2 separate regions of the Mus musculus genome follow, and region 2 is linked to region 1. The links are chromatin contacts, called in public Micro-C maps. All regions are on one chromosome and are shown on one strand. Each heading gives the region's core, a stretch centred on a gene start, on an enhancer-like site or on the middle of the called end of the contact. The rest is flanking DNA. Distances are from core to core; before and after follow the strand shown.

Evidence for each region. A called contact is a pair of places that touch in the nucleus more often than the background predicts.
Region 2: a contact with region 1 is called in a Micro-C map of embryonic stem cells, with 2.1 times the contacts expected there. The contact joins the enhancer-like site here to the promoter of Pebp1 in region 1. A contact is called at or near these places in 1 of 484 Hi-C or Micro-C datasets (embryonic stem cells), 1 of 115 datasets of contacts at active chromatin or transcription factors (embryonic stem cells) and 2 of 9 other capture datasets (adipose tissue and liver).

What each region holds. Positions count from the first base shown.
Region 1 is chr5:117,286,301-117,289,503 of GRCm38.p6, forward strand. It overlaps Pebp1 (phosphatidylethanolamine binding protein 1), which reads right to left and starts at 1,264. Exons shown (of 4, transcript NM_018858.2): 1 at 1,109-1,264. The coding sequence starts at 1,243.
Region 2 is chr5:117,439,305-117,442,826 of GRCm38.p6, forward strand. All of the region lies in intron 1 of Ksr2 (kinase suppressor of ras 2), which reads left to right. Among named protein-coding and RNA genes, the nearest start is that of Ksr2, 27 kb to the left of the region's middle. Within about 2 kb of position 1,622, at least 16 of the 459 cell types and tissues checked have an H3K27ac peak or open chromatin away from gene starts, as enhancers often do. A contact at or near this core is called in embryonic stem cells, where this site is marked.

The sequences.
Region 1 (3,203 bases), core at 14-2,513:
ACTCTGCCACCTTATATTCCCAAAAGGTAAAACATGAGGGTTATTATTTTTATTCCTTTCTTTTACTACCGAGACAAAAAAAAAAATAGTTTATAGCAGTTTCACCCATGCAGATTAGTGGTAATTCCTAAGTATGGCCGCTACTAAAAGCCTGAAGCTTGGAGCTGGAGAGAATGCTGGGTTCCAAGAACTCTTGCAAAGGGTAGACATTTCCTGGCACTCCTGTGGGGGGGGGGTGGGGGGGTGCAACTCCAGCTCCAGGGGACCTGATGCCTCTTCTGACCTCCACAGCTCCCTGCTCTCTCACACACACAGCCACACACTCGCACATAATTAAAAACACAAAACCAATCTTAAAGAGCCAGGAGTCTAAAAAAAAATTTTAATTAAACAAAACAAAACCAGATGTGGTGCACGCCTTTAATCCCAGCACTGGAGAGGCAGAAGCAGGCAGATCTCTGTGAGTTCAAGGCCCGCCAGGGCCACAACTGAGTGAGACCCTACATGTAACACACACACCAAGCCAGCCTCGACAAACACTTGCCCACGTTATTAACAGAAAGTGGTGAGACAAGGAAGTCCGACGGTGGCAACGGGTCCTCCTCCACAACCTCACTGAGGGTCCCGAGCTACCTAACGCCTTTAAATATGGTGGCCAACGGTCCGCTTGGGGCCAGCTGAGGAGTAATCCGCCCTCGGAAAACGAGAGCGGCCAAGGACACGTACAAAGTTTGGGACAAGGGAGACCGGCCAGGGCTCCGAATGGAAACCTTCCAAGTCACCATCTCAAACCCTGCGCTCTAAATATATAAAGAGAACGGTTAGACCCAGTTTCTCTGAGCTTGGAACCGCTCTTGAGCGTCAGCATCCCACCCCCACCGCCACCCCCAGGAGCAACACAGGTTAATGAGAAAGCGCTGGCCCCGGAATCATTAATAAAGTGCGGGCTGCTCCCTGAGGAGGTGATTGCAAGCTCGGGACATTAGAAGGTTACAGAAGAGGCTTTCGGCTGTCGGGTGACGCTCCCGTCCGGTATACAAAGGCTGAGCTCGAGGCCTGCTCCGCCCCGCTGTCCCCCGGTCTCCCCGGCGGCGGGCCCACACCGTACCTGGGTGGGCGTTAGCACTTTGCCCAGCTCGTCCACCGTCACCCCGGCGTAGTCGACCCGCAGGGCGTGCTGGGGCGGCTCGTCCACCTCCTGCAAGCACAAGGGCCCGGCCCACTGGCTGATGTCGGCGGCCATGGCGATGGAGAGTTGGAAGGCACGCGCACGCCGAGTCCCGAGCGCTGTTAACGTAAAGCGCTTGCGCAGTTGACTGCCGCCCCGGGACCAACCGCAGGTCGGGTCACGCCCCTTCGCTCTCTGATTGGCTGAGCCGGAGCTGGGCGGTCCGAGCGCCAGGGTCACTGCGAAACTTCGCGGGTTGTGCCTGCAGGCCAGTGCGTGCATGGCTGTGGTGCAGATTAATGTTGCGGCTTCTCCTTTGCATTTGAAGGACTCTCTGCCCCATTTCGCAGTTCCCGGAGATAAGGCCATGCTTTCTCCCTAGCACTTCTTCAAACGAGCCAGGTTTCTTCCCTGCGTTATCTTTTGTTGTTGTTTTAAAAGTTCTTTAAATGCCAACGAAATTCAACCTCCCGGGAATCAATCAGTGTGTTGGTTGGGCTTAACCGCGGAGTGCAGGTGACTCCATAGCAGCAGTTCTGCAAGTTCTGCACAGATGATGGCCTTCCATCGCCGCCTAAATGCCCACACCGGAAACTCTCATCATTTAACCTTCCAAATGTTGTGCCTGTAAATTTGGGCAGAATTGCACGCACATGGTTGAGAGGAATGGCTGGATCTTGGTTGAGGCTTCAATGACAACTCTGCCTCCTAAGAGTGAATGTTGATAGACTACAAGCCCCATCTTCACGGTGCCTTCAAGTAGCAACTGCTGAGATCCTGAAGGGCTGGAACAAGACCTTTTACAGACAGTGTGACTTTACAAGACAAAGTGGAATTCAGGTTGCCAGTCGTTAGCTTCAGAATGTGGGTATCTCCTGGGGGGTTCCCAGATCATCCTAGGGGTCCTGAAAGAGATATTGAAAGTGTGATTGACAGGACCAGACTGAGGGTAAGCAAAGCTGGACCGGCCATCGCCAACTTTGCAGTTAGATACCAGCAGCCTCCCAAGACTGGAAGTAGTCAGAAATGTATGAAACTAGGTTTTTACAGTGTGGTAGCTAATAGAATACTCTACCCTTCAGGGACGATATGATCCCGGATTTGTTTGTTTGCTGGTTTGGGGTGTTGTTGTTATTGTTATTGTTGAGACAGGGTTTCTCTGTAGGCTTGGCTGTCCTGGAATTCGCTCTGTTGACCAGGCTGGTCTCCAACTCAGAGCTCTGTCTGCCTCTGCATCCTGAGTGCAGGGGTTAAAGACCTGTGCCACCACACCCAGCTCTCACTGATTTTTTTCACTTATTTATTAATTATATGTGGGGGGTTGGGGGAAGATACTGGACATGCCTGCAACAGGTCCAAGTATAGAGGTCAGAGAAAAAATGTGAGAGTCCACGTCTCCTTCTGTTGTACCACGTGGTGCCAGGGATGGACCTCAGGACTCTTGTAAGCTCCAGGAAACCCACTCAGATCTACATCTCATGGATCAAATGGACTCCATCCAGAAAGTACCCCTGTCAATCAATAGCCGAAGTTCCCCACCTGTTGAGTATTCTAAAGGGTGGGATTCCTCCCCAGGTCCCTAATTTTGGGATTCCCCTCCCCTAGCCACCAAGAACATGGGCCTAAGTGTTTCAAACTTCGAACCTCTATAACTTTGTTTTCCCAGGTATTTGTTACAGGGTTGAGAATCTGACTAAAACAAAAATACTGGGGGCTGCTGAGATGGCTCAGCAGGTAAGAGCACTGATTGCTCTTCTAAAGGTCCTGAGTTCAACCGCCCATGATGAGATCTGACGACCTCTTCTGGTGCATCTGAAGACAACTACAGCGTACTTATGTATAATAATAAATAAATTTTAAAAAAAAAACAAAACTCGGGGCTGGAGAGATGGCTCAGCGTTTAAGAGCACAGACTGCTCTTCCGAAGGTCCTGAGTTCAATTCCCGGCAACCACATGGTGTCTCACAACCATCTGTAACAAGATCTGGCGCCATCTTCTGGAGTGTCTGAAGACAGCTACAGTGTACTCACATAT
Region 2 (3,522 bases), core at 372-2,871, 150 kb after region 1:
AGTGAACCATTCTCTCTCCCCGCCCTTCCTTAAACCTCCCTGGATTATTTTGAAGCATCCTTCCAACACTGTGACATTCCACCTTCAATACTTACGTGCAGATTTCTTTACAAAGCTTACTTATGTATGTGTCTGTGTGTTCTTGTGTGTGTTTGTGGGCACCACACTCACTCAGATGTCCTCAGAGACCAGGGGACAGTGTGCACATTCTAGAGTTGGGTGCTGGGAACTGAGCCCCCCGCCCCTGTCCTCTGCAAGAGCAGTGAACCACTGAACTGCCTCTCCAGCCCCTTATTTCTGTACTTTTAGTAAGTGATGAGTACTCTCCTTAAAGCTCAGATTCCGATGCTAGCTCTCCCTTAACCAGGCATTTCCTTGAACAACAGATGAAAATATTTATACATAAAGTCTTACACACGTTCGCGACCGGCCAGGAAAGACGCAGCAAACCAGAATCTTCTGCGGCAAAACTTTATTGCTTACATCTTCAGGAGCAAGAGTGCAAGAGCCAGAGCAAGAGCTCTATTGCTTACATCTTTAGGAGCCAGAGCGCAAGAGAGCAAGAGCCAGAGCAAGAGAGAGAATGGCGAAACCCCGTCCCTTTTTAAGGAGAATTATTCTCCGCCTAGGACGTATTACTCCCTGATTGGCTGCAGCTCATCGGCCGAGTTGTCATCACGGGGAAGGCAGAGCACATGGAGTGAAGAACTACCCTTGGCACATGCGCAGATTATTTGTTTACCACTTAGAACACAGGATGTCAGCGCCATCTTGCAACGGCGAATGTGAGGGTGGCTTCCCACAATAAAGTCCTTGAAGCAGCCACTGAGGGAGACACCTGCCTGCCAGAGCTCCTGGGTGTCATTGAAAACACCTTAGAGGACAGTCTGAAGAGTCATAAGTGTCGCTCCCCCTCCCTCCCTCCCTCCCTCCCTCGGTTCCTTCCTGTAACTTTTGTCCATAGCCCAGGTTGTACTAAAACTCTTTGTAGCTATTGAGTATGACTTTGAACTCAAGACACTACAGGTCCTACCTCCCAATTACTGAAGTACCCAACACGCTGTCTGTTTAAAGGCTGGCTCAGGTCCATCCTCTCAAAGAACCAGCCGGTTGGAACTGGAGGTCACAGCGCTGATGGGCCAGGCTGGAATCTAAAACATAACTCAAAGGGAGGAGACCGTAGCATGGGTTTTAGTCTTCGACCATTCACATCTGCTTCAAAAGGTGACCTGGCGGGCTGCTTTGGACCGAAGCCTTGCTGAGCCAGCACAAGGTACAAATAGCTATCATTGTATGGTAGGAATAGTGCTGGCGCCCGGATGCAGGACAGCGGCTCTCAGACATTGGCCACGTTGCATTTGAATGCCAAAGTGAAATAAAAGGAGTTGTACCAGACGACTCCAAGTTTGGGAAAGGCTTTTGTTGTAGATATAAGGGAGAAAGACAGAGGGAGAGCCACTGGCAAAGAGAGGTGGCCAGGGCCAAGGGACCAAGACCAAAATGGCTGAGTTATGTAGGGATCAAGCTGGGGGAAGGGAAGCAGAAGCCCAGCCTGTGGCGGGGTTGTGGGGGTGACTTAGGTAGGGGACAGGGCGAGGTGTGCTGGGTGGAGCCACGGGCGGTTAGGGATGTTGGGAGAGCTGGGTGGAGGACGCTGGTGAAGTGAGACTTGTCTTGGGTCTGAGACCCAACAGCATGAAAGTTGAGATCGTATGCTCACGAGGAAAGGCTGTTCCAGAGAGAAGGAACAGAATACTCAGAAAGTCAGAGGTAGGAAAGGCATCAGGGAACCAAACAAACGCCAAAGCGGCTGAAATCTCCAGAGCCCCAGGCCCTCTGGGAAACCCAGAGACCAGCAGTCCATCTTCCCTTCCCTCCTCTGGCTTCCTGGCTGCATTTCATAGGAGAGCGAGGCGTGTCACCGGCCAAATTGAATAAGCCCCTCTAATCGACCGTCTCCACTTCTCAAATACGATTTGAAAGCCTAACGTGGATTTATTGGTCCCCTAAGGTAGAGGCAGGTTCTGGTAGCAGCACGGCACACCCAGTACCTTGGGAGACTGCTGCGCAGGGTGCGTAGGACTCAGAGTTGCAAGGGTTGGAGCACGAGGAGGTGCAGTTGGGAGGGAAGAGATTAGGGGAGTGGAAATATGTTTTCTGGCCTCGCTCCGTTACTATCAACAACAGCAGAGAAAGCGTCTCCGCGGGGTTATGAAAAATTCATTAGTAGCATGCTTAGAGGGCTGAGAGGCCGGCCATTGTTTGATTAGATTAGCGAGGAAGAGAGCAGTCCTAAATGAACTGAGATTAAGAGCCGGACTCCCCCTCACCTACCCCACCCCACCCCCATCCCCACCCCCAGCCAGTCCTCTCTGCATGCAATCACAGCTTCTTCCAGCCAGCCATCTTTGCTTGTCTGCTGAGCTGGTTAGGGCCTGGGACAGTACAGAAAAGGGGTCTTGGAGGGGTCTCGGAGGAGTCTCGGAGGGGTCTCAGGCATTCCAGCTCCAGCTGTTCCCTAGGGGCTGCCCTCCTGTTTGAAAGACCTGTTTTCTTTCTCCTGGGTCTTCCAGAGTCCAGAACCTTAACACAGGTGTGGCGTTTGAGACCGAGGAATGGGTTTGGGAGAGAACTAGGGAGAGGCCTGATGAGAAACACACTCAGCAAGCAGTCTAGGAGACAGACCACCAGCGATCGACACAGAGTTGCCTAGCGTGCTGGCACGCCCTTCACCCCGTTACTCTAGAGGGAGAGGGATGAGGATCGCTGTGATTTGAGGACAGCCTGGTCTACACAGCAAGTTCTGGGCCAGCTAGGGTAACGCAGTGAGACTCTGTCTGGGCTTGGGGAGATGAGGCCCAGAGAGATGGCTCAGCGGTCAAGAACCGCTCTTGCAGAGGACCCGACTAAGTTCCTGGCTCACAACAGCGTGTAACCCCAGTTCAGAGCATCAGACACCCTCTTCTAGTTTCTATGGGCACTTCACACATGTGGTGCACAGATGTACACATAGGGAAAACACTTATTCATATATAAAAAAAAATCTTAAAAAAAAAAGAACAGAGCCAGTTCTGTAAAGCAGCCTACTATTAATGTCTGACATTCAACATCAATCCACAGCTCCAACATGATGCGGTGATGTCATGACGCAGCTCCGCCAGGTGCGATGCATGCTTGTATTCCCAGTGTTGAATTACTCGGGGCTCACACCCACCCAGCACATTCTGGGCCAGTGAGAGACTTTGGCTCAAAACCCAATGTGGACAGCTATTGAAGAATGACTCCGAAAGTTGACCTCTGACCTCCACACACATTCCAAAACTGAGGGGTGCTGTTAAGTCTGAGAGAAGGCGAGGCTTGCAGAGCTGGCTTAGGAGGAAATGATGCGTGCACCTGAGTCTAACCACCTGGGCTTGATCCTGGGACCTACATAGTAGGAGAGAATTGACTCCTGCCTTCTGACCTCCTTCTTCCACAGGTGCATGGGCGCTCCCCGCCACCCCCCCCGCCATCCCCCCCCCC